2 separate regions of the Hordeum vulgare genome follow, and region 1 is linked to region 2. The links are chromatin contacts, called in public Hi-C maps. All regions are on one chromosome and are shown on one strand. Each heading gives the region's core, a stretch centred on a gene start, on an enhancer-like site or on the middle of the called end of the contact. The rest is flanking DNA. Distances are from core to core; before and after follow the strand shown. Region 1 has its middle 32 kb from the start of LOC123424818. Region 2 holds the start of LOC123424815 (sodium/hydrogen exchanger 2-like).

Region 1 (3,414 bases), core at 395-2,894, 140 kb after region 2:
ATTCTGAATACTTCAAAAAAAACTATTGTTTTGAAAAATAATCAATTTCAAAAAAGCAAACGCTTTCTAGAATATATTTATTTTGAATCCAGAATTTTTCTAAGTGCAAGCACTTTTTCTAAACTTTAATAATGGGAACAAATGTGTAAAGAAATGTTTGTGACATCTAAGATATATCATGAGTTTAGAAAAAAGTACGTGGTATTTCAAGACTGTTCACGAGTTTAAATAAATGTGCTTGTGACATTTTCAGAAAGAAGTGTATACAATGTAAAAAAATTGCATGATGTAAAAAATGTGTCATACCCTTAAAAAATATACGTGACATGTGTTTGAAAAAGTTTAGACAATTTTAAAATGTCTAACAATGTAAAAAAATCATATAGTTTTATGAAAAAATATGTTCATTAAGAAATGTAAAGCGTCTTTTGAAAAATATTAGCGTGTATTCAACTTTTTTGGAAAACAAGTACCCAAAAAAATGTAAATACAGTGTATTAAAATATATTTGTGATAAAATTTTACTATGGTATTGAGAATAATTAGATATGTGTAAAAAAGAAATCCGGTTACTGATAAAGAAACAAAACAAAAGTAAAAAATATATAAAGAAAGTCAAGAAAGAAACAAAAGAAACCAAAAGTATAACAAAGAAAGAAGAACCAGATAAAGTCGGCAAAAGATAGAGTATAACGAAGGAAAAACCAGAAAAGAATCATGAAAGCCAAACCAGGGCGAGCGACTGCATTAATGGGCTGGTCCAGTTCAGCGAATCCCAGCTAAAACCTATCAAAGTTCAAAACATACCGGGATAAGAAAGTTTGTTGTGCTAATTTCAAGAATTGTAAGTTCAAGGTTTGTTTTAGCATTCATCTATAAATTGAAGGTTTGTTTTATACTTTTTCCTTCTTATTTAGAGGAATCAACTCCATAATGTTCCCTTCCCGTGACAGTGTCCTGTCCCATCCACGAACTGCATACATTTGCGTTCGTGCAACAGTAGGACACGCGTCGGCACTGTGGCCAGTGACTGGCCACGCATACAGTGCAGGAGAATCGTCTCGGGTGGGATAGATGTCGACGCACGTATACAACACGGTGTGAACAACTTCACTATCTTGATTATTTGCCCCTTAGTTTAACACGATTTAACCTGATGTATAAAAGTTTTTCGGTTTTGATATTTTTTCCATCGTTATTGTTTTTAACGGCAGGATATCACATCCTACCGTCAAGACCTTTAACGATAAGGCTTACTTACACCGTCACTCACGTATGTTGGACCCGAAATAGACCCTACCATCATATTCTACGCCTGATTGCCGGTGCATGAATTCTTAATCATTTGTCTGGACTCATGATTCGTTTGGAGCTCTGTTGCCTCGTGTCGCCGGAGCGTATCTGGAGAAGCAGCTCGAGTGCCCTGCCGGCCGCGAAGCTCCGGCACCGGACAACATTGATTACCGAGCGTCTCTGGACGAGTTGTCGAGAAAGAAAGAGGTCCCAAGTGGAGTGTGGGTGGACTGAGAATGAAGAAGAATATCCCGGCAGCAGCGTGAGGCGGAGAGGCCTAGAGGGACCGTCTCCGCCAACTTCCTGCTTTTCCGTGTGCCATCACCTTGAGGATCATCGGGCTATACACTGCTTCTATCTCCGTGTAAAGCGTACACCGTGCTGTGGCCACACAGTGGCCATGCGGATGCGCGACGTGGGAGCCTAGCCTAGGCGGGGATGCACCGTGTCCACACGGGCTAGGCTGCTTTCTAGGGTAGATGGCCGACTTCGTTGATCAGTTGACATGCATGGGCACATGATACAATACGATTTTTCAGCGAAATGTTTTCGTACGATAGCAGTTAGCATGGTGCACAAAGCCTGGCATTTTCGTGGCTAAGAGATCCGGTCAAGAAACAATATCCAAACCTTGGCATCAGGGCACTGGTAACTGATTGACGCAAATCTAAGTATGCTCAGTTGAGAACTAGGCTGTAGCCTAGTGGCAAGGGAGCGCAGTGGCGTCTCCAGCAACCAGGGTTCGATCCACGTCGGGGACGAATTTCTGGTTTCTCATGAGGGATGCTTCTTCTATATCAATAAAACCATGGGCGCCAGTGCCCATGGAGTTTCATTTATATTTTTTTTTAAGTATGCTCAGTTAGCTCTTCGCCGAGCAGAGCACATGCGCAGGTGCGCCACGGTACAATCTAGCAAGGCAAAAGTCCAAACAAACTTAAACTTGTAGACAAAAGCTAAATCAAATCTTAAACTTTGAATCTTACATATTGACAGTATGAGTTTATCAATCCCAGTATACTCTAAAACCTTAAAAGTAATTAGCTTGTATTCGCTGGGTTGGGCCAGTCCATTAGTGCAGTAGCTCTCGCCGCTCATGCCTAGCCCTAGGTTCGCTCACTTTGCTTTGTGTTTCTTTTTCTTCTTTTCTTCTCTCTTTTCCTTTAGCTCTTCTTTGATTTTTCGTCATTTTCTTTCAGTTTTCTTTTTTCCTTCGTTATACATTGTGTTGTCTCTGGATTGTTTTTTTACCTTTTTCTTTCTTTGTTATGTATTTGGTTTTGTTTTGTTTCTTTCTTGATTTTATTTGTATTTTTTCTATTTTTTGCCGGTTTTAATTTTTTTACACATATATACTTCTTCTAAGTATATACAATGTACATTATTGGCGCACAAGTGTAATACTTTTTAATAAACTTTGGACATTTTTCAAATATAGTATGTATATATTTCTTAATATCCATGTTTTTAGCATTTCAAACCTCCCTAAAATACTACCTCAAAAAAATTCCCTAGTTTTTTAATACATTTTGGACATTTTTAAAATAAATTATGTAGATTTTTTTCAAAAAAAATACATGTTTTCAGGACGTTTTTGAGTAAACTGTAACATTTTTCGAAATAAACATGGCGGATGCTACAAATCATCCGGCTGATGCCATGGAAAATTAAGCCGTCTCGCTGGTCGTTCATCTAATTCTATCGCACCGTTTGATTTAACCAAAGTGGGCCGTGAATAGCTGACGCATGACTTTGCTTGAATATGCTTCATCACAAATAGTAGCAACCCTCCACATGAAGCTCCATCTCATCATTGGACGCCCCCTCCCCTGGCAAAGCTCCATCACATCACTGAGGTGCCTCGGCGAAGCTCCATTGCAGCACTAGACGGTCTCGACGAAGCTCCATTGCAACACCAATGACCCCCGGCGAAGCTTCATTGCCGAATTGTGTGGGGCACCATTGCAGCACTAGCTAGACGGCCTCGACGGAGCTCCATTGCAACACCGGCGACCCCGGCGAAGCTTCATTGCCGAATTTGTGGGCCCTAGCGAAGCTCCATTGCAGCACTAGACGGCCTCGACGGAGTTCCTTCGCGACACCGGCGCCTCCGGCGAAGAT
Region 2 (3,656 bases), core at 946-3,445:
GCAATGGTGGAATGAATGTTAAATCCATGTGGCCAGTGATCATTTAGTTAAGCAAAGGAGTGCAAAAGTGAGACTCTAGAACAAACTTACAAATACTCCAAGGAAGGTGCTTGACACGAATAAGTAGCAGAAGTTTCCCAAGAACTTCAGAATGACGATTGCATCGATTTGGTTAGGATCGAAGTTCTGGAGCGCGTTGAAAAGCACGACTGATGTGGCATCGTTCACAACACCTTCCCCGAAAACTAGACTGTACAGAAAGGGCGTCTCGTCCTGATTGAGAACCTATTTTCCGGACAAATATGGATGGGTAAGCAGTGGATTCAGTCATGATAACACATGAGCTACTAATTCAGATAATAATCATAGCAATTCCTCAGGAAAAAAAGACAGAATCATGAGAACTTTCGATTAACAAACCTGTAAAGTGCAGACAGAATCTGTCGCGGAAAAGATGGCTCCAATTGCTGCATATGGGATGCATCAGAAAGTGATGAGGTTAGTGTGTTAGTTGCAAGGTGTGGATCATGTGGAAAAGCAATGTCGGCTTACCGAGAAAATCTGATACATCCAGTGTCCCAATGTTCATCTTGCTGAATATCGCAATGGCAGCTGAAACGTAGTAATCGACGTCAGAGAAGTCCGAGATAACCCGCAGAACAAACATCTATTTATCTACTCACGACGAAAATAGCGAGCAACTTTTGTGGAGGGTGAAAGTAGCATACCAAGAGAGATTGTGAAGAATGAAATCATCGTCCCGACAGCGCCGAATAATGTGATTGTCATGAAATTCCGGAAGAACTGCTTCTTCTTCACCTGGAAACTGGTGACAAATGGGTTTGAGAACCTTCAAATTCAGAAGAGATCCGAATGCTGAACCAAAATTCAGCCTATTGATGATGGGGCAAATTCTTCTAGAGACAGATGTTTCCTTAATGGAGCAGGATTACAGGCATCCAGCAGTAAGGACAAGTATTAAATGCCATGAACAAAATGGGTGGTCCTACTCGCAGTAAAAAGACAAATCCTATGAAAAATAACACTGGTAAGGACTGCAGATTGTTTATTAATGTTCCAGGATGGAACAACAGTCAAATATTGCCAATCAGCAGCTTCTGGATCCAAAAAAAATTAAATAATATACAGCTCCAGCAGTAGATCCAGGTATGCCAGAGGGACTGGAGGAACATCCATGGTTGCCATAATAAATAAAGAACATAAATTCGTTGAATAAAGAAGGCACACCACATGCACAAGCCATTTCCGATACCACGGTGCACAGCTGGGCTAGGCCGGGAAGAAACAAGATCGAAACACACGCGAGAATCGATCGAGATTCGACGGAGAAGTTCAGTGAGCTCGGAGGAATGGATCCTTGGTACCCTTACCCGGCGTTGAAGATGATGGGAGGGAGGAGGTATATGAAGAAGAGGTCCTCGCTGAAGACGAGCACGTGCGAGCTCTTCCCCTTGGTGGTCATCAGGATCACCACGCCGGTGCACAGCCCCTGTTCGTTCGCCCGGCCAGGAAGAAGAAGGGGAACGAGCATTAGCGACGGCGGCCGGCGCCGGAGCAGGAATTGGAAGGCTAATTAATCGTTAATGAGAGGGCTTACGATGATGAGGGCGGTGATGGACTCGTTGAGCCAGCGGTTCTCCTCGAGGAGGTGGCCGAGGACGATGCAGGCGCAGAGCAGCGCGACGAAGAGGTTGATGGAGACCACGGAGGCGTGGTCCGAGGTGGCCAGCGCGTCGCTCAGCCGCGCCAACTGCGCCGCCACCACTTCGAACGCCATCCCGCCCGTTACTCTTCTTCCTTGAGCCCGGCCGAACGAGACACAGCTAGCTCCGGCGAGCGAGCGCGCGCCCTCGGGGAAAGACGCGGGCTTTTTCAATCAGATCGAATCAACCCGGACGGAGCCCTCGGGGAACGGCCGGCGGCGCTAATCCGGAGACGAATCGACGGGGAGACGAAGAACAGCCGAGCTCCTCCTCCTCCTGGCCCCGTCTCCGCCGCTGCTTCGTGCCCGGGGCCGGGGTGGGGAGGGAAAGAATGGCACGGGAAACCCGGGGTGGGGAGCGAGGAGGGAGAAGGAGGGGGGGCAGATGCGCAGCCGCGCGGGCGGGGAGGTCGGGATTCTCCTCTATTCTTTTCGCGCGGGCGGGGTATCTGGAGAAGGTTCCGTTGGTGGTTTGGTTGGCCCGGCTGGTATTTAAAGCCGCCGGAGGGGGAGGAGATGGGCTGGCGGGCCGGCGGGGGGACGCGTGGTGGGTGGCGAGGGGCGCGCGACGGTGGTTGGGGTTCGGGGGCGGAGCGGCGGATAGGGGTGGGGGTGGCTGAGCTGACGTGTCCGGCGGCCTCGGGCCGATCTGGGGCGCCCAGGTGGATCCCCGGCGTCCACCCGTGTTCCCGTCGTGACAGGGTGGTCAGTTCCGGTTTCGGGTGTTATCCATGGACCATGGCCAGTGGGGTTCATTATATTGTGCTCGAATTCCTTTCCTATACCTACACGAGAGCCCAAACTCATTAATTATTTCCTCGTACTACGAAAATCAGCATTTTTTTTCGTTCTTAGATGGATTCCTAGAAAAATGTCCGTGCGTTGTAACGGGTTAAAAATTTGGGTGGGCCGTTCGACACTTTTAATCTTTGATGAGAAATACTATAAAGAAGAAAAGGAGACGTTGAGTGGATAGTCATTATAACGAAGGTTTTTGTGCAGATGATGAATTGTCCACACGTGCACATTATTAACATGCGTTTATACAAACACTGAATACTTAAAGATATAAGATGCAAGATTTAGGATTGATTACCTTCAGTTGATATATGGTCATGTCTATTCGCCTGATTGGGATGCCTTTAAACTCAAGCATGTCCAGCACTAACAATGCAGCTCCAACGCCCTCCCATTTTTCATTTGTGTAGTTCATTTACCTCGTGTAGGGTACAATCCTCCTCTTCGTAGATCATACCTAAATCCATCAAAGCTAGCATCTTTTAGATGACAAATAAATACCCAAAAAATAGAACATGTGGATGTTGTACACATGAATTGCCCGTAGTGCCACCAACAAAATGCAAAAAGGCAAAGGATAGACCAGGTTTATGGATGAGTGCGCATCCCCACTTAAATTATGCACCCGACAACTTAGTTTCTTCCTTATATTGATTCTGTTAAGAATAGATTAGTTGCTTATTAATTAAGCTGATTAAGATTAAGTTAATTCTTAGATAGGTTACTTAGTCCTCAAGCAACCATGCACTTCCTTGACTCTCAAGGAAACTATGTAATAACTTGGCCCTTAAGTAACTTCAAGTTACGTGACTCTCAAGCAACATGTGTACTTCCGCCCGGGTATAAATACCCTATTGCTATCATCAATAAAGACTAACCGTTCATTCACTTTCATTCAATCTCGTTTTACTCTAACACGTTATCACGCACGCCTCTACCGAGAGCACGGGCCACACAGCGAGTCTCCCCGCACGGATCGGTAGCGCTCGAGGCCACGCTCCAGGCCAGCCCTCGACAGCGATGCCGACGCCCCATTGCTATCCCCGGCGAGATCTCTCTCCACGTGCGGCGCCCGCGCTTCCAGCAGCGGCCACGGCCACAGGCGCTCACGGCGCGACGCGTAGCTCCGCATGGC

What was found. Hi-C and Micro-C count contacts between places; a contact is called where the count stands out from the background.
Region 1: a contact with region 2 is called in a Hi-C map of leaf, with 4 times the contacts expected there. The contact joins the enhancer-like site here to the promoter of LOC123424815 in region 2. A contact is called at or near these places in 1 of 6 Hi-C or Micro-C datasets (leaf) and 1 of 1 datasets of contacts at active chromatin or transcription factors (embryo).

The regions. Positions count from the first base shown.
Region 1 is chr2H:50,410,102-50,413,515 of MorexV3_pseudomolecules_assembly, forward strand. No RefSeq gene overlaps it. Among protein-coding and RNA genes, the nearest start is that of LOC123424818, 32 kb to the right of the region's middle. Within about 2 kb of position 1,645, at least 2 of the 3 cell types and tissues checked have open chromatin away from gene starts, as enhancers often do. A contact at or near this core is called in leaf, where this site is marked.
Region 2 is chr2H:50,272,186-50,275,841 of MorexV3_pseudomolecules_assembly, forward strand. LOC123424815 (sodium/hydrogen exchanger 2-like) reads right to left here and starts at 2,196. Exons shown (of 14, transcript XM_045108511.1): 1 at 1,619-2,196; 2 at 1,392-1,510; 3 at 729-826; 4 at 553-612; 5 at 421-467; 6 at 91-285. The coding sequence starts at 1,798.